Linked DNA regions of Mus musculus: regions 2, 3, 4 and 5 are each linked to region 1. The links are chromatin contacts, called in public HiChIP or PLAC-seq and promoter capture Hi-C maps. All regions are on one chromosome and are shown on one strand. The core of a region is the stretch at or near the end of the contact, and the rest is flanking DNA. Distances in the headings are between cores, read along the strand shown.

The links. Promoter capture Hi-C pulls out the DNA fragments that hold promoters and counts their contacts. HiChIP or PLAC-seq counts read pairs in DNA pulled down with a chosen protein or histone mark.
Region 2: a promoter capture Hi-C map of embryonic stem cells shows a contact between it and region 1, with 2.3 times the contacts expected there. The contact joins the enhancer-like site here to the promoter of Lipt1 in region 1. A contact is called at or near these places in 4 of 39 promoter capture datasets (the HPC-7 cell line, cranial neural crest, embryonic stem cells and 1 more) and 4 of 115 datasets of contacts at active chromatin or transcription factors (acute myeloid leukemia, astrocytes, embryonic stem cells and 1 more).
Region 3: a contact with region 1 is called in an H3K4me3 HiChIP or PLAC-seq map of the 230-238 cell line, with 11 times the contacts expected there. The contact joins the enhancer-like site here to the promoter of Lipt1 in region 1. A contact is called at or near these places in 2 of 39 promoter capture datasets (the 3T3-L1 cell line and pre-B cells) and 6 of 115 datasets of contacts at active chromatin or transcription factors (the 230-238 cell line, T-cell acute lymphoblastic leukemia, astrocytes and 2 more).
Region 4: a promoter capture Hi-C map of liver shows a contact between it and region 1, with 4 times the contacts expected there. The contact joins the promoter of Vwa3b here to the promoter of Lipt1 in region 1. A contact is called at or near these places in 1 of 39 promoter capture datasets (liver) and 1 of 115 datasets of contacts at active chromatin or transcription factors (bone marrow-derived macrophages).
Region 5: a contact with region 1 is called in a promoter capture Hi-C map of liver, with 3 times the contacts expected there. The contact joins the promoter of 4930439A04Rik here to the promoter of Lipt1 in region 1. A contact is called at or near these places in 2 of 39 promoter capture datasets (hippocampal neurons and liver), 1 of 115 datasets of contacts at active chromatin or transcription factors (embryonic stem cells) and 1 of 9 other capture datasets (embryonic stem cells).

Annotation. Positions count from the first base shown.
Region 1 is chr1:37,868,470-37,874,684 of GRCm38.p6, reverse strand. It overlaps Lipt1 (lipoyltransferase 1), which reads right to left and starts at 2,466. Exons shown (of 2, transcript NM_001037918.4): 1 at 2,360-2,466.
Region 2 is chr1:36,899,705-36,905,919 of GRCm38.p6, reverse strand. All of the region lies in intron 1 of Tmem131 (transmembrane protein 131), which reads left to right. Among named protein-coding and RNA genes, the nearest start is that of Tmem131, 37 kb to the left of the region's middle. Within about 2 kb of position 2,324, at least 54 of the 459 cell types and tissues checked have an H3K27ac peak or open chromatin away from gene starts, as enhancers often do. A contact at or near this core is called in the HPC-7 cell line and embryonic stem cells, where this site is marked.
Region 3 is chr1:38,783,118-38,789,332 of GRCm38.p6, reverse strand. No RefSeq gene overlaps it. Among named protein-coding and RNA genes, the nearest start is that of Lonrf2, 50 kb to the left of the region's middle. Within about 2 kb of position 3,407, at least 8 of the 459 cell types and tissues checked have an H3K27ac peak or open chromatin away from gene starts, as enhancers often do. A contact at or near this core is called in the 230-238 cell line, where this site is marked.
Region 4 is chr1:37,026,719-37,032,933 of GRCm38.p6, reverse strand. Vwa3b (von Willebrand factor A domain containing 3B) reads right to left here and starts at 3,621. Exons shown (of 28, transcript NM_001370828.1): 1 at 3,506-3,621.
Region 5 is chr1:37,330,255-37,336,469 of GRCm38.p6, reverse strand. 4930439A04Rik (a long non-coding RNA gene) reads left to right here and starts at 2,238. Exons shown (of 4, transcript XR_003947777.1): 1 at 2,238-2,406; 2 at 2,636-2,825. All of the region lies in intron 1 of Inpp4a (inositol polyphosphate-4-phosphatase, type I), which reads right to left.

The sequences.
Region 1 (6,215 bases), core at 1,217-3,716:
ATAAGCTTTAGATAATTTCAACTAAACTGAAGTCAATGATATGGAGTAAACACATTAAGTAATGTATAGCAAAGCCAAATAAATTAGTTTGAATTCACAATATATTTTCATTGAGGAAAAAAAATAGATTAGCAAAAGAAAGAATCCAGAATCCTACTACCTGGAGATAGTTAATTAACATTTTAGTATAAATAACCGTTATTGCTTCTGTTCTTATGTATATACCTTTACACACACACATGTCCCCCTGATTGTGTAATGGTACTGCTAGTTCTATCATTTTCTGCCCCCCTGAGATGAGACTTTACTATGTTACCCATCTGACCTTGAATCCCTGGGTTCAAATAGTCCTTTTGCCCTAGCTTTAACTAGAATATAGACATACACTGCCATTCTGGCTTTCACTTATTAAATTTATTTTTGTCTGTGTCTCTGTGTATGTGTTTGAGCACACATTTGTGCATGCACAGGTCAGAGGTCAATGTCCAAGAGTCCTCTCACTCTCTACTATATTCTTTGAGGCAGGGTCTCTTACTCAACCTGAAGCTTAGTGGTTTTCTGGGCTCACTGGCCTAAGGTCCTCTTCTTGGGTGATCCAAGGGAGAAACATCAAGGATTAGGTGTCATGACGTCTCGGATACTAATAAACTAGAATGTGCCCATTGAAGTTGGGATTTGAAAAAGACCTTGTGACATCCTCTCCTAAGGTGACAATAGTCACACTTATTAACATATATAGAGGTTCAGGTAAAATAGTTGCTTTTACATTTTAATGCTTGCTTTGCAACTAACTGAATAGCTTTAGACCGGTAGTTTAATCTCTATCTGATCCAGTTGCCTTTAACTGAATTCAAGAGCACATGAGATGAACCTAAATAATTGTGATTTCAAGGTCTTCTCTTCCAATCCATTTTTTTTTTTGACAGTTTAACATGTCTTCTTTCAAGTGTACAAGGATTCCTAAAAGATATGTCAAACTGGAGTTTACCTTGATACATTAACTATGGTCCACAATTAACCAGCCAATGGCTGACAGAGTCTGCAGTAACTATAAGGCATGCTTTGTCCTTGACAGTTGGGATTCATCAGTGAACTACATAAAGGTGACAAGAGTCACAGGGAAGGGAGACACATTGCCAGAATAAAGACTGTAAATCTGTGTGAGTCATGTTTAAATAGGACTACTAAAATAGTTACACGTGAGTCATTTTAAGGAGTTAAACTAAATGATTATTATGTATCGTATCACAAATTATTTTAGTTATCAGAACACAATCTCCCCACCCTCAGACACGATGAGTGTGTAGCCCTGGATCTCCTGAAACTACCTCTGTAGACCAGGCTGACCTTGAGCTCACAGAGATCTATTTGCCTCTGCCTCTGGGTTGAAGGCCTGACATACCTTCTGAGACAGACTGTAGCTGACAGACAAAATGAAACAATCTAACTTTTGAAAACCTGGTAGAATTCTGTTTCTACAGTGTTACTTTGCATAGCGACCCACACCCATATTTTACTTTTTTAAATGAAAAACTTTTTATACAATGCATTTTGATCACGTTCCTTCCTCTCCCCGTTTTTTTCAGATCCCACCACCTCCCTATCCACCCAACTTTATGTTCTTTCTTTAAAAAACCAAAACCTATGAAAACTAAAGTCAAAATAAGTAAAAGATCAACGAGACAAGACCAAAAAAGAAAAAAAAAAAAAAGCCCGTGGAGTTTGTTTTGTGTTGGCCACCTACTCCTCTGTAGGCGCCTGGGCTAGGATGTGGTTGATATACCCAACTACACTCTATTTTAACAGCTTTAGCTGAGCAAGGGATGGAACTCACTCAGTCTAGGTTTGAACTGTACCGCCGAGCAATCCACCCCCAGCTCTCTGCTTTCATCTTCATTACTGGTGTTATAATTATTTCCTCAGGAGGCTCTTACTTCCATGCTCTGGGAGACACTTCTGCAACTGCCAACACATGCTTCTCCCTGACAGAGTGTAAAGCAAGACCTAACTACAGGCCTACCTTCCTCACAAGGCCTTACCAAAACTATTTGCTATCCTCCTAATAACGCGATCCAAACCTGGAAGTGATTACGAACTTTTAAGCAAGCTTTACTCTTCGGGAGCAGGCACGCGACTAGCACTGAATGTCTTGTTTAGTTTACCCTACGCCGTATTAGAAATCAACTGTTCCCAATAATGAAATTACGTCCGGAGCACCAGGTGTAATCTGCAGAGCTTTCAGAACCAATAGGAGGGGCCCATGGGACGCACGCGTGCTCTCCGCAGCACCCACTCCTGCTCAGCGTGTGCCTCCACAACCCGCAAAGAATTCACTGGAACTGCTTCCGGCTTCACTCACCTGCCACTTCCGGTCGCGCCCGCAGCAGCTTTTTCTGCAAATTAAAACTCAATCAACCCACGTGGAACCCAGAACACTCAGCCCTCTAGACGCAGTTGCTGGGGAGTCCTCCCCAGCCCCGCCCAAGAGACCCGCCCTCAAGAGGCCACGCCCCCGTAAAGCTCGCCCCCTGGATAAGCCACACCCCCAGGAGGTCGTGGCTAAGCCTGAAATAGAAGCAAATATTTTTAAGGTTATTTCCTTCAGGCCAATGCATTTAGAACTAGATTCATTGAAAGGACAAAGTCCACTTACCAAAATATGTAAAGACGAGCTGGGTGATTCCTATGCTGGTTTCTTTCAGCAAGAGTTGGCTAAACTGTGTGGTCCAAAATGGTCTGTTCACACTCAGGAGGTGCTGTCTAGCTGCTGGGGCGGTTCGATTCAAGGCACTTGGAAGCGCTTCAACCGCATTCCTATGGCCCCAGGAACAACAAAGCCAGACTAGAGTTAAGGAATGAGATCACGGACCCACTTCTTGATGAGCAGAGCCCAAAGAATTTGTGGTCATTCCTCGCTCTTCCACAGAAACCAGTCTCTCCTCCTTCAGTTAGAATGGAAGCCTCTCCAGCCTTGCCTCCTGGTACTGCTAACGCAGTAAATGAGCAGAGTTAATTCAGGGTATATAAATTAGCTGCACCACAGACAGGACTCCTGTCTGTTACTGCAACTTTGATGAGATCAGTCTTCAGCTGGATGGTATTATGAGGGTGGGAAGGGATACTTTTCCATTCGTCATTGTAGGAATTTTGCTAGTTATCAAAATAGCCCCACATTGTGTTGCCCTTAGTAGGGCTCCTAAATTAGTAGTCTGCTTCTATATTGTATTCTTTGAAATCTGAGAAGGGACAGTTTTTTTCTGTTGTTGTTGTTCTGTTTTGTTTTTGTTTTTTGTTTTGTTTTGTTTTAATTTCCTTCAATGACCTTCCTTCATTCTCCACTGTCTGCTCTAAGATGTCTGTCTTTGGACCAGTTATCCTCTTTTTCTACTTCTTCAGCTTCTCCACTGGAATGTCCAATAACACTCTAACCTGCTTTATAGTCCTCTGGTGATGGCAATTCTCCTTTCCTGCATTTTATTCTGTCTCCTCCCCCGCTCCCAATCCCCAAGACAGGGTTTCTCTGTGTAGCCCTGGCTGTTCTGGAACTCATTTTGTAGACCAGGCTGGCCTTGAATGCACAGAGATCCACCTGCCTCTGCTTCTGGAGTGCTGAAATTAAAAGTGTGCTCCACCATGCCTGGCTCTGTCTGCTCTTCTTAAAACTTCTATTTGAGTGTGAGTTAGGGTCTCCCCCTGTAAGGCAGGCTTGCCTGGAACTCGCTATGTGGACCAGACTGGCCTCACAGAGAGCTTTCTGCCTCTGCCTTCCAAGTGCTGGGATTAAAGGTATTAGCATGGGCTTCTTTCATTTAATCACCATATTAAGGCTGAGATAACACACATTATACAGCAAATCAATCTGTATGTATGTATGTATGTATGTATGTATGTTACAAAATGTATTAGTCAGGGTTCTCTAGAGTCAGAGAACTTATAGTCTGTCTCTCTATAGTAAGGAAATCTATTATGATGACTTACAGTCTGTAGTCCAACTCCCCAACAACGATCAGCTGTGAATGGGAAGTCCAAGGATCTAGTAGCTGCTTAGTCCCACAAGGCTAGTAGATTCAAACAGTTGTGTTGGCAAGTAAACACAAGCAGGCAAAGAGAAGCGAATCTTCCTTCTTCAAATGTCCTTATGTAGGTCTCCAGCATGAGGTGTGGTGCAGATTAAAGGTGTGTACCACCACACCTGGATCTGGGACTTGTTTTGTCCCAGGCTGACCTTGAACTCAAGAGATCTCCTTGCCTTAGTCTCCTGGGATTCGTAACCACTATGCCTCAAGATCTCCATGCCAAGATCCAGGTCAGAAACTCATATCTCCCAGCCTCACAATGTGGATCACAGGTGAGCCTTCCAATTCTGGATTGTAGTTCATTCCAGATATAGTTAAGTTGACAACCAGGAATAGCCAGTACATAGAATGACTACAAAGGGTTAAAGAAACAAGGCGTTTTAGGTCATTTCAAAGAGACCTGAGAGTCCAAAGCTAGAAACTGACAAAAAGGCAAAGGAGCTGTCAGATACAAAGCCAGCTTAAGTTTTTTTAAAGGGATGTGGCTACTGCTACAGAGTCAGGCTACGGGGTCAGAGTTGAGCTGCACAGTTGAGTCCAGCTGCAGAGGTGAAAGGGCAGGACCTGGTCCATAAGAACAAATAGGTGGACAGATAGATGCAGATCTAGGTAAGCAAACAGCCAGGCAGATGGTAATTTGAGTAGCCTGTGTTAACAAGCTGGGACAAGGCAGAGCAGAAGCCCCTGGGAGAGCTGGGAGTTGTCAAGTTCTCCCACAGTCCCACACCGGATGGTTAGTGGGGCCGTCGATCAGTATTACAGTCATAGTCTCTGCCGTCTGTGGGGTCCGAGTTCCATGGCCTATGTATCTAATATGTTCTCAGGCACAGTTTTCCTGGTGTTTCATTACGTTTTTACTTAATTTTTTACGTGTGTATGCCATGGAGGTCAGAGGGCAACATGCAGGAGTTGGCTCTATCTATCAGATGGGTTCTGAGGATCAAACTCAAATTGATCAGGCTTGGTGGCATGTGTCTTATTTGCTGGGCCCACCTTACAGTCCTCTGATATAATTTCAATACAGTTGTGTGCTCTTATCAAACCAGTTCACCTTGATATGTCTATAGGGTGGCTGGCTCCCTGCCTACTCCCAGGAATAAGTCATTTCTTAGTCTGTGCTTCCAAGGGTGCAAGAAAGATGGTATAGATCATATGCTCACTCAAATGCAGTCAACTCCCTAAAGGAGTCAAAGTTGCATATAAAATGGAGTCTCTCAGGACAAATCAGTCTTGGGGGGAAAAAACCCCACCACCACAGTTTTACACAATATGGTGTAATAGAGAGCAGGACTTAAGAGCATTCGAATTAAAAACTGAGCACCATCTCATTGTTGAAAACTCGATCTATCTAAAACTCCAGTAGTGAGTTCTCTCATCCCTCTGGGAAACCTCAATGCATCTACCCGCCTCCTTTTCTTGGTCACATCTCACATCTGCCCCTCACTATATCCTGCTCTGCTTCGTTGGGACCACGACTGTCATTAGCTGTCTGGATAACCACTTAACTGAAGTTATGCCACCTCCAGAGAAGCCTTCCTAGTTGCAACCGTTAAAATCGCACAGACGTGATAGCTGCTGCCGTGGTTCTATGAGTGTTGTGCTTTCCTTTTCACGGCACGCCACAGCTCGTATTGTATAACCGTTGATTAACTGTGTCTTCTCCACAGAAGGCAGTGGCTGTTTTGCCATATCCCCCAGCACCAAGAATGACTCTGGATTAGGTGACTTTGTTGCGTCACTCCATGCTTTGACAAAATATCTGGCAGAAGGAACCTGATTCAGAAGAATCTGTTTCCTGGGGATTACAGTTTGAGGGTATTAGGTACCACGCAGCAGGAGGCAGCTGGTCTCATTGCATTAGTGGTCAGGAAGCAGAAAGCAACGAATGCTCACACCTCTATTACAGTCTTTTCATTCCGTCGGGAACCCTGGCCCATAGAATGATGTCACCTGCATTCAGAATGTGTCTTCTTGCCTCAGGTCAATTAACCCATATGGCAGCGCACAACTGTAACCAGTCTGAGGGCATCTGAAGTCCTCTTCTGTCTTCCATGGGCACAAGACAGCCCCATAGGGCAAATACACACACACACTCAAAACACTTATACATATATAAAATTAAAAATAAAAAGAGAAAAA
Region 2 (6,215 bases), core at 1,075-3,574, 970 kb after region 1:
ACAGTCAGTGCTTTAACCATTGAGCCATCTCTCCAGCCCCTATTTTTAATTTTTTATTGTGAATTTCCCATCAAGCACCTTAATCCCACTCATCTCCCTGCCCCTCCATATCCACCTTCCACCCTTGCAATTTCCTCCCACAAAAGAAATAAAAATAAAGATAAAAACAAAGCAAAATGTCATGTGGAAGCTGTGGTGTGTCACACAGTAAACCCTTTGTCCACACTTCTTTATTTGCAGAAGTTCATTGCAGTGGGTCCCTGGTTTGCTTTGAGTCCTCTGGCTTCTGCTACACCATCAATACCGGTTCTTCACTGGGATTCCTCCCAGATTTCCTGTTGCCCTTTGTCATGGAGGTCCCACAGCTTTGGATCTGCAGTCCCAAACCCTTCACAGGCTCTGGCAGTTCATAGATGGTGTAGATAGATGTTGGGGTGAAACAGTTCAGAGTCCTGGATCTGGGCCTGGGTGGTGGCTGAGCTGGTCAGCCTGCCAGCTCTCCTGCATTTACACCTCCAGGGCCTGCTCTCCAGCACTGCTCCAATGCCCCACTGGCTAGCTGGGCCAGCAAGAGCTGTAGCCTGCTCTTCTGCCCTCATGCCCTCAGGGCCAGCATACCCACTTCCCCCACCACCAGGGTCAGCTCTACTGTGCTGCCCAGTGAGATTCGGGGTTCATTCTCCCAAGGGCTGCTACCATTGACGGGTGGGACCAAAAAGTTTATTATTACTGTAACAGTTGTGGTAGCAGTAAGGACACTAGTCACCTTTGTAACCAGCACTTCTCACATGGCATACTTAAGTGAATCTACTGCACCTTGATATGCCTTGTAAAAACACATGTAGCTATCTAGTGTTAGATTTTTTTTATGTCTACATAAGTGCCTTTTCTTTTTGTAAATGTTTTTTTCTTCCCCTATCTTTCCCTGTTCCCCCCTTCTGTAGCAAGAATTTGTAATCCTCCCCTTCAGCCTCCAGAGTGTCGGGAATTACAGGTGTGTTATACTATTACACCTGGTCTAAGCTTGTTTGGAATAATTTCAAACGTTAGAAGTGTATGGGGAGGAGCATGCTGGGCAAGTAGATGACCACAGTTGGCAGTTCCCTTAGCGGCTTTGTTTGCGCCTCACTTCCCTCACCACACATGCAGGCAGTATTGACAGATTGTATGGGCTGTGGGCTTGGTGAGCTGTGCCTTGCCAGCATGAGACTATAAGTCACTCACTCCCCAGCACTCATGTAAGAAAGCCAGGCACAGTGACACACGCTTGTGATCCCAGCACCAGAGAGGCAGAGGCAGATCTGGAGCTCATTGCCAACCTGGCTTATTTGGTGGGCTCCAGGCCAACGAGAGAACCTGTCTCAACAACAAACACCCAAGGTGCATGTCTCCCGAGGCACACCATCTGAGGCTGGCCTCTGGCTTGCATGTACATGCAGACAAACCCATACAAAAAGAATTTTTACACATAAAAGAGCTGTTAAGTATGAAGTTCTGGGATATACATTATCTTACCCCATGCTTATATAGTATTGAAATGCAATTAAGGTAGATTTTATAGAAAAGATTTAGAAAACAGAACAAAACCTGGTGCTGTCCTTTTGTTGTTGACTTAAAATTTTGAGAGGCTTGCGCTGCCACTCAGTGGTAAAGAGCTTGCCTAACAGGGGCATGGTCTTTAGTTTGAAACTCACCACCAAACAATGTCATCCCACCCACCCTCTCTCGAGATCAAACAGAACTTCCTTACACATACTTGTAATCCCAGCACTTGAGAGGTTGAGGCCCGAAGATCATGATTTCAAGGCCAGCTTAATCTACAAGATGAGCTCTTTCTTAAAACAAAAAAGCAAAACAAGCAAACAAAAACAAAACCCCAAGGGCCAGTGATGTAGTCCAAAGGCAAAGCGAGCTGGATTCGCTCTACCTCTTGGGTTCTGGTCGCCTGCTCCCAGAGAGCCACTTCCTTGATGAAAAGTTGCTGCAGTGTGTATGCCCGGGCAGGTGCAGTGTGTATGCCCGGGCAGGTGCAGTGTGTATGCCCGGGCAGGCTGTGCTTACAGGGGTTTGCTTTCTGACCTTGGCTTTTTTCAGGGTTCATATATTCTCTTTTTACTCATGGTCTTGTTTTAAAATGGAGAGCAGTACAAGGGGGTGGGAGTCGTGGGTGGAGTGTGTGTGTGTGTGTGTGTGTGTGTGTGTGTGTGCGCGCGCGCGCGCGTGTGCCTGTATTGTTTTGAGACAGGGTCTGTAGGCCTGGGTGGACTAGAACTCATCCTCACCATGTAGAGCAGGCTGGCTTCTCTACCCATTCCTCTGCCGAGATTACCAGTGTCTGGCACTGTGCCCCATGACTGTGTTGTCAAGGCTCTCATTTGTACCAGTGGGAGGATCCCCTCCAGCCCTGAGCTCACACTGTTTCTTCTGGTTCTTCTGCATCCTTCAGCACTTGTGATGTTCTCAGCTTCAGCCTCTGGTCCTCTTGCTGTTGTGGCTTCCAGGGCTCTGCTGCACAGCCAAGCTTGTGTAAACTGCAAAACTAAACTTTTATTTCCTTAAAAGACAATGATTATTTGTGTTTCTTAAAAATGAAATGGTCAGAAGATTTAAAGTTCTGGAAGGCCTATGATGTCATGTTGGAGTTACAGCAGGTGATGGGCATCAACAAAAGCTCTGTACTGCCTGAGGGCCTCCTGCTCACCACCTCTGTTCTCAGGCCTGGCCTCATAGGGCTCTGCAGGGTCTAGGGAGACATAGGAATACGCTCGCAGCCATCCTCGGTCAGGGGAGCTGTGTGCTTTGAGAATTATTCCCAGGGTCCGTTTGGAGCCAGCTCTCTGCAGGTAACAGGGATGTGTGTGCGGAGGAACAGCAGCCAGGCTCTCTCTCTGCCTCCTTTTTAGGCTTGTTGCTGTGTCGCAGTGTTTTACACCAGCAAAACAAGGCTCAGTCTTTAGTAAAAATGTCAGAAACTTTTCCCTAATAGTTATTTGCCCTACAGGATGAAATCGGTTTAGATTAAAAGCAAACCTGAAACACCTTGATCTCTCTGACCAATGTTCCTAGGGTCCAAACTTTCTATAGATAGACAGCTCTGTGTCAGATCAAAGCTGTCCAGGTGGAGCCTCACAGGGACTCAGCGTACAGGTCACGTAGACAGCTCTTTGGAAGTGAACCTTTGAAGGCCTGCCAGGCCTTCCTGCCTCCCTGGTGACTGCCAGGCTGGTTCCCACTGTGGAGGTGACTGGTGATAGAGTTGCCACAAAGCCAGAGAGAAGAGAATGGGAGAGGAGCCAGGTAAATGCCACCAGTTCCGCTGGGTATTTTTGGTGTCTTTTAGAATGTGAGCCAGCACTCTTTCAATTGTTGGTCGCTTTTTGTGAAAGAAAGGCTTTCCAGAGCTCTTCAATGATACCATTTTCATACTCGCATCAAACCTTTTGAAAGTCAAAAAATACTGTCAAGTTAGTCTGTGTGTACAGAAAGCTGTCCTGAGATTTTCATAGGATCTAATGAAAAGATTGGACATATTTACATTTCTCAGCCAATGAGTATGGCATGTTTGCCCATTTAGACCTTTTATTTGTTTGTTTTGTTTTGTTTTGTTTTGTTTTGTTTTTTCGAGACAGGGTTTCTCTGTGTAGCCCTGGCTGTCCTGGAACTCACTCTGTAGACCAGAAATCCACCTGCCTCTGCCTCCCAAGTGCTGGGATTAAAGGTGTGCGCCACCACTCCAGGCAGTCCATTTAGACTTTTTAAAAGTATTTTTCCATCGGAAAATATTTTCTAAACTTGTTTGGTTTCTTGCATGTAGATAGTGCCCTTCAGTTTCTTTCAGCCCCTGTCGTCATTGCTCTCGTCCACCCCTTGCAGGTCCCGCCAAACTCTTTCCTCCTAGCAAGGCCGTTGTCTCCCACTCCCCGCCCGCCATGCCCATGCCCACGTGCACCATATCTTGTTGCTTTGTGGCCCACCAAGTAGAGTTAGGGCTACTTTCAAGATGGGTGGTGAGCTATTACTGGAGCAGGGCAGCTTGCCAGTAGCTGCATCACTAATTATGGAGGCTTTGGTTTCCTTTGTCATCTTTTTGTAGATTTTAGTATATGTGTGCTATACAGCACCTAAGTATTTCATTAAATTTGGATAATTTCTCACATATTTATGTTAATATATAGAAATATGATTCTATTTGGGGGTTGAGTTTGTATTTGCAAATTTGCGAAACTTACTTATTCTAAGTAATTCACTTTTTCTTTTTTTATCCCTCTTTGTTATTACAAACACAATTATCTAGTCTGCAAATGGAGACAGTTTTATTTCTTTGGGGAAAAAAGTTGTTTTAGTCTTCTTGTGTGCAGGGTTTCTGGTAGTATGTTGAACAAAGTGCCGTCGAGAGCCTGTGCTGCACAAGCCCCAGAGAGTGCACTGAAGCCTTGCTCAGGGCCGCCTGAAGGCGAGCTTGGGGCAGTCTCACCTCCCCACCTTGCAGACAGTTCTGCTGGGAATGAGCACAGGGTTGTTCAGGACTCTTTCAGTTCTTCTGACGATCGAGAGTTACATGTTAGGATGGTTGAGTTCTAAGTTTTGAGACAGTTTGTATACCTGAACAAAAGCCTTGGTTATTGCATGGAATCTATCTGTCTACATTGCTAGATTCAGTTTGTTAATATTTTGCTGAATAATATGTTGTATACATTAAAATTAATTTGTTCTATAGATTGTTAAGTAACATTTAATTTTACACTTGTAAGTATTTTAAGATACATAGTCTGGTAACATTAGTGTTACATAGACAGTTGCTAGGAAACCATCAGTATCTACTTCTAAAAGTTTCATCACCCCTGAGACTAAATAAGACTAAATATTTGTTAAGCAATTAACTTACCCCCACCACCCAGTTTCTAGTACTTTTATATCCATTAATTTGCCTGCTTTAGATACTTCATGTAAGTGGAATTAGAATATTTGAACTTGTGTATCTGGCTTATGTCCTGTACGTAATGTTTTCTGACCCATATTTCCTGTTTCTATGTTTGTGTTTTTGTTGGTCCATTCATTTTTGGTGGACACTTTGACTATTCCTGCTTGCTTGGTGACTTTGGGTCTTCTGTTAGTCCCTTCCTTAGCAGGCAAGGAGCCTACTCACCTCACAGGTCTGAAGCTGCTGTTGTGGGTGGTGGGATCCGTGATTTTCAAAGCCACTCGAGTGCCACACGGTGCCGCTTCTGCCCCTGCTGATTCAGCTCCTGGCAGGGTCAGGGAGGTGTAACAGCCTAAGTTTCTGTGTGCTGGTGATTCTCCTGGTTAGGGTGCTAAAAGTAGTGGTTTTCAGGAATTCATTTTATATATTCTAAATTAACTTTATTGATTTTCAAATGTTAACTAAATACTTTAAGGTCAAGTGAAAATTAAATTATGACATTTAACAGCTATAAAGCTATTCTGTAACACATTTTGGTTTGGGCATGTTCTTGCTGTGTAGCCAGCGCAGGTCTCATATCCATGATTTTTCTGTCTCATCCTTCATAGTGTGTGATTGCAGGGGTTCACTGGAAACGTCTATTTATTTAAGTTTTAGATGTATTAAATCCTGTACATACTCATTATATAGGATTACATATTGCATTTTAGTAAACAATATAGAGAATCGCCTTTCTTTAAGAAGATGGCAATGCTGAGGGTTTTGATGTGGATTTCATACCCTAGCTATGTGCATATGTAACAGTTCAATCTCGTGCAACAATTGATGGGTGGGCCCGCAGGGAAGTGAGCGGTCAGCACTCACACTGGGACCCTGATCCCAGTGCTTATGGATGAACTTTACGGTAGCACAGGTAACCCAGGCTCACAGATAGTCACTGTGCTACAAACCCAACACAGTAGACCATGTCTGTAATCCTGACACTCAGGAGGCAGAATCAGGAGAATAGCAAATTTAAGGCCCGTGTGGGCTACTTATAGAATGATAGTCAAACCTTGTCCCAAGAGTAGGGGGTTAGGAAGATAGCTCAGTCAGTGAGAACTTGCCACACATGAGAACCTCAGTTCAGTCTCCAGAACCTGTGTGGAAAAGCTGGAGTGTGGTGGCATGCACTGTGTCCCGATTAGGGTTTTTATTGCTGTGTTGAAATACCAAAAGCAAGCTGGGGAGGAAAGGTTTCTTCTACCTTGTAGTCCATTATTGAAAGAAGTCAGAACAGGAACTAGAGCAGGGG
Region 3 (6,215 bases), core at 2,158-4,657, 910 kb before region 1:
GAAAGTCTGAGTGTTTGTTTGTTTTTGGAGTTTGTTTGTTTGGTTGGTTTGTATGTTATTTTCTTTTTGGTCAAAGAGAAAGATGGGAGACAGGTGACGAGAAAGGAGGGGAAAAGGAAGAAGTGAGCATCTTTTCAATTAAGTTCTAGTGGGAAGACAGATGAGTAGAGAGGTGTAGCTTGTGCCACCTACTGGAAATTCTGAGGCACTGCAAGGGCAGAAACCAGGGTACTAGCTACAGGTAAGATTTGGATCAAGTAAGATTTGGATGACAAGTTTGAGCTAAGATTCCACAACAAAAGGCTTCACAGTGCTCGCCCAGACCTTCCCAAGACAATTCCCTTCCTTGGAAGACATGGGCAGACTTGCACTTCTGATGGAAGAGGTTAGTTTGAAAGATCTGGTCATAACGACAACTCCATTTTCCCAGTGGGCTACATTGTTAACGTGCCATTATTTCTGCTTAGTCTCCAATTAACAGTATGTCAGAGTCTAGCTGTGAGTTCTCTGTCCTACAATCTCTTTGTCAGTCAGCTAACACAAGGGCTACAGGAGATCTCAAATTTTAAGATTTCTTGGGTGAGTCCTCTTGGGAAGCCAATGATATACGTACCTTAAATCATATCTTCTATCAATTCATGTGTGTGTGTGTATCTTCTATCGATTCATATATATTCAACCACCTCAAGTGATATTTTTAAAATATTGGACACAACTGTACAAACAGACAAGATGGCAGACTGCTCATTATTAATCAACACTGTCTAGATTCAGTCACAAATCTGCCACAGGAGGGCTTCTCCTTGAGATGAGAAGAGCAGCAGTTGAGCAAAGGAAAGAAAGGGTTTTTTTTTGGGGGGGGCGGGGGTAGCCCTTGTCCTCCTCACAAGGAAGGTTTCAGAAACGTTACAGGCCAGTCTTAGCATCTGTTAAGAACCCACACATATGACTCTTACAGGACACACCGCAGCCGTCTAGTCTGGTGGGATCTTGACCGATTGCATTTGCCATTTCAGAACTGAGTCCTACAGACCCAAGGAGAAGTGGTTCAGAGTTCACTACACCTTGTCTCAGGCAGGTTTTATTTATAGCCAGAGAAAGGGAAGTGAGGGACAGAAAACAGAAGGTGTGAACGGATCCCACTAAACCACCTACCTATGTTCAGGGGACTTAACGTTATGTGGGGGAAGGGGGAAAAAAGACCCTTTCTAAGCTGTGCCAAGCTCAGCAAGTGTCCGCAGCAGCCACATGCAATCCTTCCCTGTTCCCATGCACTTCGTCTGGGTGGTGTTAGCAGAGGCTTCCTTAGTGCTTACACTTGTATGTGTAAATGGGGGTATAGCTTCAAACAATACATGTAGACCCCCCCAATTCTGTCCCCCATCTCCACCTCCTGCATCTACAGGTCACACAACAGTTCCCTCCATCTCACCTGTCTCTAAGATGCAGGGAGGGTGTGTGAAGGGCTGGGAGTGAGAGCCTACAGGGCAGAAAAAAAGAATTGAAGGTCAGCCATCCCCAAGCACGACGTTTACATCCCCTCAGCAGGGCCTGGAGGGATGTGCTCAGACCACACTGGGCCTCACAGTTGCATGCCAGGGAGACACTGTCCTACAGGCTCAACACAGCTTTGTAGGGAAGAAATAGCTGTCACACTCTGTAAGTTGCTGTGCCTGGCAATAGCCACATGGGGTCACTGTACTCTCAGGAAAGAAGGAACGTCAGCTGCGATGTCTGTCTGGACTGGTTCAGACTGGGAACCAGCTAACTGGCTATGGAAGAGATGAGACCTTCTCTTTCCTGCAAAGATGAGCGTCTATGGTCAAGTCCACCTCTGCTGTTAGAAGAGGAGGGCCTCAACATGGTGGACTTTGAACCAGGAGGCAACCCTCTGAAGCGTTACTCTATTCTAATGACGAATGTCATCTAGTCTAATGACTAAAATTCCCATACCTTCCACATTGGCTCACAGCTCCGGGAAAGCTACTGAGCCTCTCTCTGGAAGGAAATGATTATCCAATAAATCAAGGTAAAAGCCAAGGAATAGGGAAACCTGGGTGGTAAATCAGTTTCTGGCTCGATCAGCTGGAGATGGTGTCAATGAACCATCCTTTTAGCTGAGCAACCTTGAATGAGCTGCCTGGAATCCAGATCCTTGCTTGCCTAATTTACACACTAGAGATTATAACATACACCTTGGTTTGGAGTCAATGCATACGATACCTATCAGGTAAAACATGGGGTGAGCAATCTGCTTTTGAGACTATGGGAAGAAGACAGGGAAGAGAGGCTCAGAGTAGCCTAGGGAAGGCAGGGGCAGAAGGACCACCAAGTCCTTGGGAGATCTCAGCCTCCTTCTCAGGTGAGATGTGGGCATAGGAGTGGAGCTTCTGAGAAACTAAACCCAGTGAGAGTCAGAGAGGCCCACACCTCCACAGTGTGGGGACCCCAGGAGCTCACTGAAGCACGGCCTTGAATGCTGGGTGGTGCTAACCTAGTCTTTGAGGATACATCCCATGAGGTCTGGAATTACTGTTCTTTGGTGCTTGGTCTAAAGCCAAAGGAGAATTTCCATTTGGTTTGGAACTGTGCCTTGGGGGTGTCCAGCAGAGCCGCCCCTACCCCAACTCTGATGTCATTGCTTCCTGTTCAGCTCATGAACAGCTCACGTTCATTGGCTTCATTTTTGCCCGCCAGTGATTTCGTTTGATGAATTACTGGGCTTGGCACTAAAGCAGTCTCTCAAAGCCTGGGCCCCACACCAGCAGCCTGGCATCATCCAGGGATTCACATGGGCCCCTTTCACAACTTCATCACAAGGTCAGGGATGGAGACCAGCCAGCTAGTGCTGACACAATGTGTTTCAGAGGCTGAGACGCACTGCCGTAAAGGAAGGGGTCCACCAGGGTCCTACCAGGGTCACCCTTCTTACAGTGGCCCTTTGATCCTTAGCATCCCCGAGGCTACCTTCCCCACCCCCCTCTCCCATCCTCTCTGCTCTCCCATCACATCATCTAGCTGTGGGATAGCCACAGGTTAACCAGGCATAATTCCCGCTGGTCCACAGAAAATGAATGTGGCTCTTCTCAGCCTTCTCCCTTAAAGTGCAAGCTTTCTTAGGAACTGCTAAAAACAGAAGAATGCGCACCATAGGCCAAGACAGCTCCAGATAATGAAGATGGGAGTGTATAGCTGATGATAATGGCTGCCATTGATTAAGCCATTATCAAAGGGGCAGCAATAATGGGGACAGCCAGGACAAGCCACAGCAGCTGGCATGTGTGGCCTGTTCAGAAGCCTGTGGGATTTCCAATTATTGTTGCACTTCACAGAGGAAGGGTGGCATGGAGTCTGGGAGAGTTAGGCAGCCTTGCCTACATTCGTACATTGGGGATAGAGGGGGCCAGCCTTTTACCCACCCCAGGCAACCTTGCCCTGGGCTAACATCACCCCAGCTCCTAGGGTTTTACAGTGCTCCAAAGGAAGAGGATCCTTTAGTTCTTTAAGGCTGAGCAGATATATACCTCTTAAGATATCTGGATTATCATGTCTACTGAGCGAGCATTCTCCCTTAAGTCTGAGGTTTATACAGTCTGTGAAGGTGAGTTGAAAGACAGGCTTAGTGGCCACACTTGGGAGCCACATTGGAGCATCTTTGCCTCTCTGTGACTTGGGAGAAATGTCCCATTCCTTCTGGGGTTGCTGTGAATTTGGGTATGATATGGGTGCCTCTTTGATCACAGGAAGCCACAGCATCCGTCTTTCTATGGCTCTATACTCCAGAGGCCTGCGGTTGGGCAGCCCTCGGCCCACCCCAGCCTCCAGCCCTCTGATACTTTGAGGTCTTGGTCTGAGACTATCTTCCTGGAGAAAATGGGCAGTTCTAGTCCTGGGGCTGCTTGGAGCAGACCTCTGAGAGCAACCCCTACCCCACAGCACGGCTGGTCTTGCCCAAAGTTAGGGAGTTTGGTTATGGGTATTGACTGCCACCTCCTGTGGGCTCTGCCAGGCCACAGCCACCATCGGAGCCTTCTGTCATGGAGCCTGTGGCAGCAGAGCCTAGGGCAGATTGAAGGGAGTGGTGCACTGGCTCAGATCGGAGGAGCAGCAAACCTGTCTGGTGCACGCACCCTAGGAAGGACAGACTCTGACCTTGAACAGTTGTCCCAGGCACCTTCCACCCATGAGGACATTTCATTTTCCCTCAGTTCACTGAGAAAGAGTTGGTGGGAATCTGTGGTGTTTGCAAATTTCCGAGATCTGAGTTCCAAGCCTCTGCTGTGGAAGCTCCCTACATGGTCACCCTTGATGACACGGCATGGGGTACCCAGCTGGTCTTAGGCAGGGCTAATGAGGTTGCCAGCTCTACTAGAGCAAGCCACGTCCCTTCGAGGTCATCTGCTCTGGACTTTTGGCCACCTCCTTATTCTTACACCCTCAACAGTGATGAGCACAGCGCTAGAGTTTGTACCACACTCTGCCTTGGACAGGTGGTCACTTTGTCATTTCATTGGGACACCTGCAGCATGACGGTCTCTTCCCAGGGCACACACCCATCTACTCAAACCAGAAAGAGAGCCCACAAGAGACCAAAGGAATGATAGTACCAACGTCCAACTTGGTGCGCCAGTGGTCATTGCCAGGAGTGGGGCTGGGGAGGGGGGGTGACTACCAACAAGTAGCAGAGCTACTACAAGTAGCAGAGCTAACTGAGAAGCAGCAGCCTCACGGAGAAACCACCCCAACATGGTGGCCATTCATGAGAACTAGGCCCCTGGAGCTCTGCACCACTCGGGCAGCTAGACAGTCAGAGAAGGCTCTGCCCTTTAGCTCATGGTCAGAACCTCGCTCCCAGCAGTTGTTTATGTCTTTTTATACAGCCCTGGTGGGGCCTCCTGAGACGTCCATGTTTTATTTGCCCAGACCTGTTGCCCTTTGCATCTAGAGCCTCCCTGCTCCCTCCTGAAGGAAATGGTTCAATTCTGAGGAAACCAACTGCCATTACAACAGCACGTCATGGAGAAGCCTCTGAACCAAGATTGAACCATGGTGGAGCCTTCCCTGCATTGAAGGAGTCCAGCCAGGTGTACCCACACGACTGTGGGTACCCAGGTACAGGTGGGTAACCAAGCCTGTGCCCATTTCACACATGTTTGGCGGAGCCTTGTTGGCCAGCATTTACAAGTGGAACATTCGAAAACACTTCTTCAAGGATATACCAGGGCTTTGTACCTGTTCTCAACCTATGGGCCGCAACCCTTTTGGTAAACCTCTATGTACAAAAATATTACATTATGATTCGTAACAGTAGCAAATTACAGTTATGTAGTTGTAACAAAAATACTTGTAGGGTTGGGGGTGGTCACCACAGCATGAAGAACCGTATAAAAGAGTTGCAGTGTTAGGAAGGTTGAGAACCAGTGCTGTACAGGAAATGGGGATGGGCCCTGCACTGCCAGGAGCTCTTACAGCATCTCCAAATGCCAGCAGGTGATCATCACAGAACAAACGAATAAGACAAATGACATTGAAGACATAGAGCCCACAGTGTATATTGTATACTACTTCTTATATAAAATACATTCAACATGCATTATACTCATAATGTATTATATAATATATTGCCTGATATGTTAAATAACTTATACACACATACACTTTTCTAAGGCAACAGTTTCTCCTTCTCTTCCACTGCTGCTGCTTCCACTTCTTCCTCTTCCTCTTCATCTTTTCTTCTTCTTCTTCTTCTTCTTCTTCTTCTTCTTCTTCTTCTTCTTCTTCTTCTTCTTCTTCTTCTTCTCCTTCTTCTTCTTCTTCTTCTTCTTCTTCTTCTTCTTCTTCTTCTTCTTCTTCTTCTTCTTCTTCTCCTCCTCCTCCTCCTCCTCCTCCTCCTCCTCCTCCTCCTCCCCCTCCCCCTCCCTCTCCCCTCCCCCTCCCCCTCTTCCTTCTTCTTTTTCTTTGGAAATCTTCACTCAATTTTGGGGTTGAACATATTGTTCCTCTCTGGGTGGCGGCAGTAGGTTTCTGTTTTAACATCTGTGGGATAAACCAAGCACTTCCCAGTAGTGAGGCAAGAACTGAGAATAGTCGGCAACCCATAATGCCTCTCTATTTTCTGAGACTTAGGATGTAGGTGACCACCATTGTGGGTACCACCAAGGCCTAGAGGTCTGTTTCTCCCTCTCCACCATCCACCTTCCCTTCCTGAGAGCTCC
Region 4 (6,215 bases), core at 2,372-4,871, 840 kb after region 1:
CTGAGGGTCACTTCCAAAGGTCTACAAATCCATAGGGTTGGAGACACTCTGCCCTCATGACAACAAGGTTGGTTACAAGGCTCATTTTGATGAGTATGTGACAAGGTGATTTGAAGAGCATCATGATTGGGGGAAACATAAAAATCGAGTTCAGTGTGAGACAGGAGTGATGTTACATGCCTATAATGTCAGCACTCAGGAGACTGAGGCAGGAGGATTGAGAATTGGGGGGCCATCTGAGATACACGGTGAGACTGTGTTTCAGAAAAACAAAACTCAAAACAACAACAAAAAATCCCTAACAAACTTCCGCTGTCCTGCTACTATAGGAACTGACTTCACCCCTCTAGACTAACACACCTGTATGACGACATATCTGCCAGAGGCTGCTGCCAAGAACAAATGTACTCCAAGCACATTTTTGTGTGCATGTGTGTGCACGATGTATTGGTATATACATATGCATGTGAGTGTGAGTGTGTGTGTGTGTGTGTGTGTGTATGAGTGTGTGTGAGTGTGAATGTGTGTGTGTTTGTTTGTGTGTGCATATGGAGACCAGAGGCCAAAGCTGGTGGCTTCACAAGTCACTCTCAACCTTACTGTTTGAGACAGGATCTCTCATTAAGCCTGGAGCTCACTGGCTGGCTAAACTAGCTAGCCACGGCACTACAGGAAGCCTCCTGTATCTGCCACACAAGGCTGGCATTGCAGGTGGTGCCACTTCGCATAGCTCTTTACACAGGTGCCGAGGATGTAAACTTGGATGCTTATGTTCCAACAGCAGGTACTCTACTAACTGACCCTTCCCCACCCCTCCAAGAATTTTTCTAAGCCCTAATATCCAATTCTACTGGACTGTGAAGTTTAGAACATATCAGAGAGCAGACAAATATGGCTTATCCTGCTTTTAGAGATCTGTCTACGGAGACAGTAGCAAGATCTGGCCTCTGTTGTTCCTATAGAAACAAGAGAAGCTAAGAAAAATAACCTGGCTAATCTCTCTCTTCCCACAAGCATACCTCCTCCATTCTTCTCGCTGGGGGTATTTACTTGCTTTAGATTTTTAAAGGGGAGGTTTTTATACAAACTTCCCTAGTAAGGTTTTCTCACAGACTTTCATAACCGTAAAGACTGGTTAGAAGACTCATGCCTTTGGCTTTCAAGCCAAAGAAAAACATTCTTTAATTTGCTTACATTTTCAGTTAAATTGAAATGGACACATGCTTGGATCCTTTACAAAGCAATTGAATTCTCCAACTTTGTGACAACACAAGTCCCAGCCTCTATGGGGACTTGGGTGACTTTTTTAAAGTTAATTTTTAAGATGAGACTGGCTTTATCAGATCTGAGAGGATGTCTGAGTCATTCAAATTCAGATCTTTGCCTTGGGGGTTTATAGCCTGAGGATACTTAGAAAGTGAAGCTGCAGCCAGAGAATAAGAGGAAAGAAATGGAGAAAATGTGTCTCCCAGCAGGGAATGAAGAGCTAGGAAGCCTGAGGATTGGAGACTTCGATGCCTGTGTGGAGACTGTCTCCCTTCACTAACCCTCTAAAGCTACCTGAGCAACTCTACCTTTTGAAAAGTTTGCATTTGTGTCTGTATGTCTGTCTTTTTGCCATATGTGTGCAGCATCCCTTGGACTCTCTGGAGTTGGAATTACAAACAGAGAACCAAAATTGGGCCCTCTGGAAGCACAGCTACTCTTTTTAACCTTGAGTGTCTCCCCAGCCACCAAAGCCTACTTTTTGCTTTGAGGCTTCATCCTTGTAGCCTCAGACCCAGGTCTGTCCTCTCTAGACTAAGCAGAAGTTTGGTTGCTACCAGGACAAACTACATGAATGCCCCCGCCACATTACTGTATAACAGGCACTACCTATACTATTGAGATGGATTAAATCAGCCACTCATAGCAGCTGAGAAAATCCTGATTGTTCTCAAACAAGGCAAAGATCGGGTCCTAGAAAAGTTATGATCAGGAAGTAGCTATCCTTTTAAACACAAGACACATTGTTTTCTGGGTGTGGCTATGCTATCTATTTTCTGTGGTTACTTGGGAGTTTCCTCTGAGGCAGAGAGGATACATACTGGCAAGGTCTGCTTTATAGTGTGCAATAATGTTACCAGTGGTAAGGTTTTTGTTTTGGTTTGGGTTTTGGTATTTTGAGACAGAGTCTGACTACATAGCTCAGACCAGGCTTGACCTTGTGGCATTCTTTGCTGCAGCCTCCTGAGTGCTGGGATTACAAGTATATATACCACCACCTCTGGTTGTCCGCAGTCCTAAAAACTTGGAGTTGTCCATCGAGCCATTGAGTGCCAGGGACAGGCAAAGCTCCCAGGACAGCAGGAAGATTAAGATGGATAAGACCTTTCATCCCAACACTTAGGAAACTGAGGCAGGAGGACTGGGATCACGCTAAGAGCCCTTCTTTGTCGGCTGCTATGCACCTGCCCATAGTGAGAAGCCAAGAACAATCCAGTCACTGTTCTTACAAGCCCTGGACCAGAGTCTAACTTAGACTCTATTAATTCAATTTGGATCCTTGGTAAACGTATGATCAACACCTCCAATCTTCATCCTTGCTAGTTTCTAAAAAAAGAAATCTGTGCATGGGGGAGGGAGGGAGGGAGTAGTATGGAGGGGTAGGAGATGGGGAGGTATGTTGTGGGAGTTCTGAACTCTGATTCTTCTGGGAAGAAAGGAAGCTGGGATGAAGTTCCCTGATGTATCCTGTTACAATTCTTAACAGTCTTATTCTTTCTATCCTTAAAAGGCAAAGCTAGGCTAAGAGCATCGCCTCAGATAAACGTGGGCAGGGTTAAGGGATTGAAATGGTCTGTGGGACACACTGTTGAGAACAGGACCAAGAATTGAAAACTGGGCTCGTGGGGTGGGGGTGGGGCTGTTAGGTCATCGCCGAGAAGAAAAGAAATGGAGAACTTCTGAGAAGATTAGAAGAACAACTACATGAGGTTAAAAGTCCATATTAGAAAGTGAAAGTGATGTGAATGCCCCCAAAAACCAAGAGGCAAGCAGAGGCTTTCTCCAGACTCAAACCTTTCACTCAAGAAGATCGCTTTGAGTTTGGATTGTTAAGTTTTGATCATTGCTTCTCAGAAATGAGTTTCTAATATACTGATCAGTATGCTATGTCCTCTGACTAACTTTGGCCTCTGGATAGACAAGCATTAGGGAGCTGAGCTTCTGCAAAGAGTGGGGGTGGGGGGAGAGCCCTGGGTAAGAAGGGCTCGCACACGTCTGCGACTTTGACTCTGAAATCCAGCTCTCAAGTGGGTGCGGCCTGGCCACTGCCCTTTCCCAGCAGAAGCGAGGTCCAGCTCGGAAATTACAAACTTGTTTTTTCCCTCACACAACCAGTTGGAAACCTGGAAGATCTGGTCTAGAAGGATGGTATCCCCCACTTAGTAAGTAATCTGTCAGTTGCGAGGCCAGGCGGCTTGCGTGCGTCAGCGACCCTCCCACCCTCCAGGGCCTCACTAACCAGAGCAGGAGGTGGGCGCGGCCAGCATCCCACTGCTGGACAAGGCTGTGACTCCCCCTGATGCTGGCGAAGGGTCCCCGCCTCGGGCACAGAGTTGCGGGAGTCCAGTTTCTGTTGACAACCACATCGCTGCAGTTGCTAAGACACCGCCAATCACAGCGTGGCTCGGGATCCGGCCCCGCCCACCAATGAGCCCCTCAGAGGGAGTAAAGAGATGATGGGGACTGCGAAGAAACTGGATGTTGGTGTTGCAAAACCAATTTGGTCCACCCGGAAAGAGAGCAGCCTAAGGCTCGTCCTCTGCGCCTGACCCTGGGAAAGTTGACAGCGGCAAATATTAGAGATTAGGTTAACAAATATTCAGATGGGCAGAAAAGCAGACGACTGCCCGCTGAAGGAAGCCTGTTCTCTCGATTTACTTCCGGCAGATTACCGCAGCCCGCGCCTTTTGTTTTGATTTCTCCCTCGGTATTATAAAGAGATCCTTTCTTCATTGCGTCTTTAAGGGAAGGAAACCTAGAGTTGGAGCGGTTCGTTACAGGTGCTCAGCTAGAAGGGGTGGTCAGATGAGCGTTCACAGTTTTGCCAGATTGTAACTTTGGACACAAGAGCTGCCAGGATCAAAAAAAAAAAAAAAAAAAAAAAAAAAAAAAGATTGTGAATAAAACCTCCTGGAGAGGAGGGGGGAGGGAAGCTGTGTCCGCAGAGACTGATTTTGACTGATTAGAATTTCAGTTCTGCAGAGAGGTTAGAATGTTGCTGTTCTGAAGGCTAATTGCCTTATCTTGGGCCAGTTCTAACCCCTCTTGGAGAGCCATTCCTTGCCCACTTCTGTGACCAAACTAACCTCTTGTGACTAAAAGATAGACGGACAACTAGCCTCCACCAATCCAAAGGCTAAGAATGTCCCACAGCATCTTGAAAAGCTTTCCCCACTCTCACCGTGCCTGCTTCTCTGGTGTGCCCTCCAAGGTACTTTAAATTTATCATGATTTGTGACTTTCTTTGTTCTATGAAAAGTTCATGAAACTGCTTCCACGTTGGAACATGGAGTTTGGGGTAAACTAAATCTGTGTTGTACAGGGCCACAGCTATTCAAAATGGCTCCAGAACAGGCTTGCTTATACCCTCTAAGCTGAGAGCTGTGGTTTTTGCAAATCTACAGGTAGTACTCCTATAGGGATTCGGTACTGCACTCTACCTAATGCTTATTTAGTCTTGCCTTACAAGCATACAGATGGCTCAAAATGCAAACCTGCCATTCTTCAAGCAATCACACTCACACAAAAATGTGCTTATGAAAATCTATAAGTAAAAGATTCTATAAGGGCTGGAGAGATGGCTCAGAGGTTGAGAGCACTGATTATTTTTTCAAAGGTCCCGAGTTCGATTTCCAGCACCCACATGGTGGCTAACATCTATAATGAGATCTGATGCCCTCTTCTGAAGTGCAGGCAGAACACTGTGTACATAATAAATAAATAAATAAATAAATAAATCTTTTTTTTAAAAGAGTCTAGAGTAAGCCACATGAAGCAAACCAATAAGCAGCATCCTTCCGTGGCCTCTGCATCAGCTCCTGCCTTTGCATCGGCTCCTGCCTCCAGCTTCCAGACCTGCTTGAGTTCCTGTCCTGACTTCCTCCAGTGATGTAGTATGATCTGGAAGTGTAAGCCAAATAACCCTCCCCTCCCCCCCAAAAAAAGATTCTATAAGCCAAGTTTTGCCTTAATGTTTGAATATTAAATTGTGTTTTATATTTTTAAATTGAAGAGCTGGCCTTGAGTTTTTGTAAACATATATACATGTTTGTGTGTGTGTGTGTGTGTGTCTGCACATGTGTGTGGTGGGTGGAAGTCAGAGAAATCTTGTGGGAACTGACTCTCTTATTCTACCACATGGTTTCCAGGGAGTAGGATAGGGGGTGTTGAACTCAGGTTGTCAAGTTTGATAGCACCTTTACCTGTCAAGCCACACCAATGGCTCCATTTCTTTTGTTTTCTCATAGTGTTTGAGTCAAAGATCTAATTTAAAAAAAAATAACTAACATTAGAAACAATTCTCTCTTCAACAGAGAAGTCTACTGTATCCTCAGGGATTAATTTTTCTTCATTCCTTTGTTGCCTTAGTGATTTTTAAAAGTACTGAAGGTTCGATCCTTAATCATAAATCATTCTGTAGAGTTGTTTGAATGCACAGCTTTGGCGATACAGAGAGCAGCTTCGATTCACACCACCAACGTTAAAATTCCAAAGCCAAACAACTTAAACCAGCCACACTTACCAAAACCACAATCATCCTGCTGCCCACACCCTGCCAAACCAATATTCCTGGGCCATGCTGGTGACAAAGGACAGAGAGTCCACTGTACTCTCTCAGCACTCTCACTAAGCACTCTGACTTTACCTCCACCCACGCTCGCTCTCCTTCCTGGGACATTTGCCACAGTCACTGTGGTCAACCGGGGCCCCTTAGATTAACATGACTATAACACACATGCTAATCAAAACAACAACAACATTAGAGGGCCAGAGAGGTGGCTCAGCAGTTAAGAGCACTTGCTCTTCCAGAGGTCCTGAGTTCAATTCCCAACAACCACATGGTGGTCACAACCATCTATAATGAAATCTGATGCTCTCTTCTGGTGTGTCTGAAGACAGCTACAGTGTGCTCATATACATAAAATAAATAGATAAATCTCTGAAAAAAA
Region 5 (6,215 bases), core at 989-3,488, 540 kb after region 1:
GACTAATGCTGGAAGGTCCAAGCTCAGACAAGGTCTTTGTTCCTTGTACAGGTCCCACGAACACCACACTCCAGGGTCAGCTTTGGCCTGTGCTTCCCCTGGGACCTGACTGTGATCAGACAGAACCAAGCCATCTTTAGGAAGGTCCAGAGTCTCCAGTGTCCTGCCCTTGGAACCCTTTTCAGATGTCCTCCTAGTCAGCTGACAGAACAGAGTGATGAGTAAAACAGAAATAAGTGACAACCATCTGTTATCCTGGGCCTCCAAGAAACAACAGCTCAGTAAAGCCAACTCCCCCAGGCATGAGGCTGTTACCCAGGGGAACATCTGACCGCTGCTTCTACACAGTCTGATCCAGTGTGGCTAGCACTCTGAGGGCAGAGCAGCTGGACTGGTTAGTAGACACTAGCTGGGTAAGCATGAAGACTTTGGCACACACCTGTAACCCCAGTGTTGGAGACGCAGACACAGGAGGATCCCTGGAGGCCCTGCATTTCCAGCCAGTCTGAGTCTTCAAGCACTAGTTTCAATAAGAGATATTCTCTCAAAAAATAAGGTGGAGGTTTGGAGCGACCACTCAGCAGTTATGAGCATTTACTGATCCTCCAGAGGACCCAGACTCAGTTTCCAGCATCCACATGGTGGCTCACAAACATCTGTAATTCCAGTTCCAAAGGATCCATGCCTTTTCTGACCTTTGCTTGCTCCTCATACACACACCCATTATAGACACACTCAGGTGTACACATACACACACACACACACACACACACACACACACACACACACACACACTATTAAAAGCAAACCACACTTCCTAGCTTGCTTTTCCTGTTGTCATGATAAGCATCATGACCAAAGGTGGAGAGGAAAGGGTCAATCTGGCATATGCTTCCAGGTCACAGTCTAGCTTTGAGGGAAGTTGGGACAGGAATTCAAGGCAGTAACCGAAGCAGAAACCGTGATGTTTTGAAAGCTGCTTACTAGCTTGCTCTGTTTGCTTTTTTTGTACAGCCCAGCCCATTTGCCTAGGCATGGTGCTGCCTACAGTAAGCCCCCCACCACTACCCCCTCACTGCCCCACCAGCAATCATGAAGATAATTCCTTACAGATAGGTCAATCAGGAGGAGGAAATTCTTTAACTGGGGTTTCTTTTCTTTCTCTCTTTTTCTTCATTTTTTGGGGGTTGGTGAAAGGCTCTAGTTTGTCAAGCTAACAATAAAAACCAACCAGCATACCATACTAGAAAACAATACATTAGATCCTTTTATCTTAAGAACTACTCTGAAAAGACTCCCAACAGTTGACAATAAGAGCACAGACTCCACCCTACCCATGACTAGTGTGTCCCCAAGTCCCCCCACCTGGGCACTGCTTGCTGCCTATTTGCCCGCAGGGAGGATGCCTGTGGCTCGGGAACACAACCACGCAGAGGGCCCATCTCTTGAGTTATATATGCCAGGGTCGTATTAAATGCACCTGGCTTTCTGTTCTTTTCTGTCTTCAATGCCCCCCCACTCTTGTCCACTGAAATGTGCCAGTGCTTCCTGGCTGTGGGGCAGAGAATCTAAGCCTCCCAGAGAAGTAAGTGTGAAAGCTCTAAAGAGAACAGGGATAGGACAGACCAGGACAGAGGGGCTTATGTCTGCCCCCAGCCCACCCTGTGCGAGGTCCCAGTTGGGTGCTCATGAGGCTCTTCTGACATGGCTGTCACCATACTACCATGTCAGTGGTCAGCAGATGCCGAGATAGAAACCTTTCCCCAAATCAAATGTGTGTGCCACCTGACTACATTACATTCCATAATACGAAATTCTCCAAAGGGCACAAAGCTCATGCCCCTGCCCCAGCCCCATTTTCCTTTTGGAACTACAGCTCGGTTTTCATTAACTGGGTCTCGACTGCAGCTGGCTCCTGACAGGACCTACTATTCCTACCATCAACCTGTCTGACCCAGTTTGAGTTTTCTTCATTTATTCCCATAAAAGAGAGAAATATAACCTCATTTCATATCCCAGTGTGATATTTTAATCTAGGAAGCTATCATTAGAACGCCTATCTCCCTTGGAACATGCTTTTGTTTTGTAAGCAGAAAGAGTCCACACATTGTAAAATAGTAATTTCAGAAAATAAACCAAAACATCTCCTGACACACAAAGGATACACCAAGTTCTGACTATGATGTAGGCAGAATCAGGCCCTGTTCCCTCCTGTGCCCACTGACAAAGGCAGCAGCTGTTCTAGATTCTAGATTCTGGGTGCTAACAAGTGAGTGGGGATTCTAGGGCAAGGAGGTGTTGAGTCCTAATTTCACACAGGACAAGAGCAGGAAGAAGGCAGCCCAAGGATAACAAAATGTCAGAGCTGACAGACCAGAGATACCTGTCACACTTCTTGGATTAACTGTAAGTTTCACCTCTGCATAACCACAGGCAGGGCTTGGGGTCAGGATTCTACCCTAACCAGCTTCATCTAGCTGCCTTTACCAGAGTCGTGTGCTCTTTGTCCCTTGTGATAAACAGCAAGGTCAGAAAAAGAAAATCAGTACAGAAACCCAGCCCCTTATGTAGATATTGCCGCTTCCTGGGGGTGTGTACACTGCTCCTGTGTCCAGCCTTCTTTCTCCATCTCTAGTTTCCAGCTCAGCGGATGGTACCACAGCTTTCCAGAACAAGGCAAAAAGTGAGGAGACCTCCCTTCCTGTATGAGCTCCCACTTCCCAACAACCTGACAGTCCTTACAGGACCTTCTAGGACCAGATCCTTCTCACCAAGGCTCACACCTTGGTCTCCACTACATCTGAAGAGGTTACAAGGAATTCTGGGTAAGTGCCATCACCCTGCAGCTTTGTAGACTGTCCTCTACCTCATTCCCCAACAACCATGGCGATGTACAAAGACATTAATTACATACCAAAGAGAGGAGGATGGTCAGAATTTCGTGGCTGTATAAAGCTGGATATATAATTATACATGAAACACCATGTCATGCAAGGACAAAACTTAATTCTTTAAGATCCACCACCTAAACTCCCACCTAGTAATGAGTTACCCCTACTCACTGGTGCAGCTTTGGCACAAATGCCATGGCTGGAACAAGTTACTTTCTAAGACTGCTCCATGAGATGGAACTAAGACCTGAATCGTTAAAGGGGCCAAGAACCCAGGGCTAAATAGGTCATAGGCCCTAGGGAGAACCAAATACTATATTTTGCTTACAGGCATACCATTAAAACAAATCCCATTGAACAGATCATCTCTCAACCATCATTAAAGAAGTTCCTCCTTGCAGTAGACGGCAATTAACATAGAGAATAAGAGACTATAGTGTGCTCAGCCCTAAATTAGACATACTTGCCACACCCTTCCCCCAAAGTTCAAGGCTTCCGTTTTCATGGAAGAGGGGCCAGAAACAGATGACATCAGGGAGACAGTGTTTCCCATACACAGCTGGGCAACTGCACAAATGAATGCACAGCTAGTTATTGTGACAGTGTGCACAAGGCCTGCCAAGCTCTCCCCAGACAAAGTCCTGGCACGGATGGTAGAAAGTGGGCACTGGATCCCATCCCTAGCTGAGGAGCTACTGGTGTCGAGAGCTTCTGGGAAAAAAGAGTCAGTTTTGTTAATGGCCCTCATAAGGTGACAACCACTTTCCAGGGCAGCCCCACTCCAGAGCCTGGCTGGGCAACACTGAACTTACAGAAGAAATTCGTTAAAAAAATTAATAATAATATTTCAAAGTTATGTAGGAAGGGATGAAAGGGTAGAGGGTGATTACAGAAGGAGCTGGGGTATGTGAATATGTTCAAAATATATTGTATGAAATTCTCAAAGAATAATACATTTTAAAAAAATACCCAGCAGTGAACAAATAAGGAAAAAGAGGGAGGCAAGGATTTGCTTTGCCAAAACTAGCCTGGGACAAATTCCCCCCAGGCCTCTATCTAGTCCAGAGGCCCTGAATCTGCAGGGAGATTCTAAACCACTATCAGCAACAGTGTCTACAGACGGTGTTAAAGAAAGCTCCCATGTAGTACCTGAAGGCCCCGTGTGTACACTAACCACTTTGAGGCATCTTCCTTTCAAACAGACTGTAGAGACTGTACAGGTCAGGCCTGGTCCTTAATGTACTTCTGCTCTGCACCCTTCCTGATGCTCCTCCTGAGGTCCCTGTCACACATCTGAGGTCCTTACAGTCGTCCTAAGGACTCTGTGGAAGCCCAGACCTGCCTGTCCAAGCCACCTAGCCCCTCCCTGGACTACTAAAGGCACACAAACTCTCTGCATCTGTCCCCTCAAACAGGATTCCTGGGAGGATGGACAGTGCACTCTGTCCTCCAACCACACTCATCCCTGACAGAGGTCTGCCTTTACCCTTCTGCTGTTTATATCAGCATCCATACATGATAAAGCAACCTGCTAAATCCAAACTGGCCTGTTACTGAGGCTGGCCACCAGTGTGTACAGCATGCCCTTCCCACCAAGGGCTGCACGCACTCAAAGGCAAGAATCCATTCAGGCGTGTCTAGCATGTCCAGCTCTCCTGTCCCCACCCCACAAGCCTGCAAGGCACCAATGCCATCTCTTAGACCTCTTTATGAACTCCACCCTCAGATAACCGCTCCATCTAAGGAGTGCCAGCCTGCTTCTGGTCTGCAGTGCTCAGGCTTCTGAAACTTTTTCCTCCAGGCACTTCTCTTCAGTTAGAATGTTCTGTACACAACCCAGAGCTACTACAGGGCAGAGAGAGCAATGGGTAGAAGTCAGTCCTTCAAGAGCCAAGCAATGTGGTCCCAGCTGGACCCCTGGAGAAGGAAGGATATCAGTGCTACAGAGACAGTGTCCAGTAGAGAATCCGGGAAGAGACTTGCATGGGGCCCTCTACACTGCAGTCCAAGTGGTAAGGATGCTTAGGAGAAATGACTGGTGCCGGAGCTGAGGCAAAATATACCAGACAAGCCCCGGCCCTCACAGTGTCGAAAAGCAAGAAAGACCCTAAAAAAGAAAAGAGCTGGATGGCGGTGGCACTGCACACCTTTAATCCCAACACTCAGGAGGCAGAGGCAGGTGGATCTCCATGAGTTTGCAATGATGGTGGTATGTCAAAGGGCCACTTGGGGCAACCTGAACAAACCCTCAGTGGCCAAAGGTGGGACAAGAGGACCAGTGAGACAACCTAGTTCTGGATTAGACCCAAGGATAGACCAGCCATGCACCTACTCTGAAACAAAGGACCAAGTAGGCAGGTAACAGGTTGAAAGAGACACAGTGTGTAAGCTCCAAATAGCCTGTGCAAATGTTCTCCCCTCAGACACCCACACCCGCCTCTCCACGGGTGCAGTGACTTCCCTCTAGGTCACTGTGTTGGGAGCAGATTACAGCGGAGACCCCTGATAAGTGCTGCCCTTGGCCAGGTGACCAAGCTGTACCAGATATGATCTGTTTTGCTAATTTAACATGTATGGGTGTTTTGCCTGCGTGTTTGTGCCCCAAGTGAGTGCCTGGTGCCCACAGAGGCCAGAGAGCATCAGATGCCTGGAGCTGGAGACACAGATGACTCTGAGCTGTCATGCAGGTGCTTCCTCTGGAAAATTGGCCAGTGTTTTTAACTGCTGAGCTATCTCACCAGCCTGACCTGTGCTCTTGATGGAATGAGATGAGGTCTTCCTCCCTGAACTCAGTCTTGGTCTAGTCATGTGAGATTTGAAGGGCATTGTGCATTCCTGAACATGTCATTACAACAAGGCTGCTCTGAGAAACGGTTATAACTGAGAGGTGCGTGAGAAGGGGTGAAATGACCAGGACTGCACTTGGAGTGGAAAAGACTCATGTGAAAAGTTAAAGAAAGCTAAAGCAAAATAAAATATTTGCTTCAGTTAATATCCATTTGGTTTTTGATAAATGTAGCATAGCAATTAAGAGGTTAAGGCAGAGTGACAGAAATCTGTGCTGCCTTGTGACCCTTCTATAATCTAAAACTATTTTAAATTAAATTTCTTTTTTGTTAATTGTGTGTGTGTGTGTGTGTGAGAGAGAGAGAGAGAGAGAGAGAGAGAGGGAGAGGGGGAGAGGGAGAGAGAGAGAGAGAGAGAGAGCAAGCACAGTTGCCTGCAGGTTAGACAGGGGAGGGTGTTGAATCCCCTAGAACTAGAGTCAGAGGCAGTTGTGAGCCACATGGCATGGGTGCTAGGAACTTAACTTAGCTCCTTAGA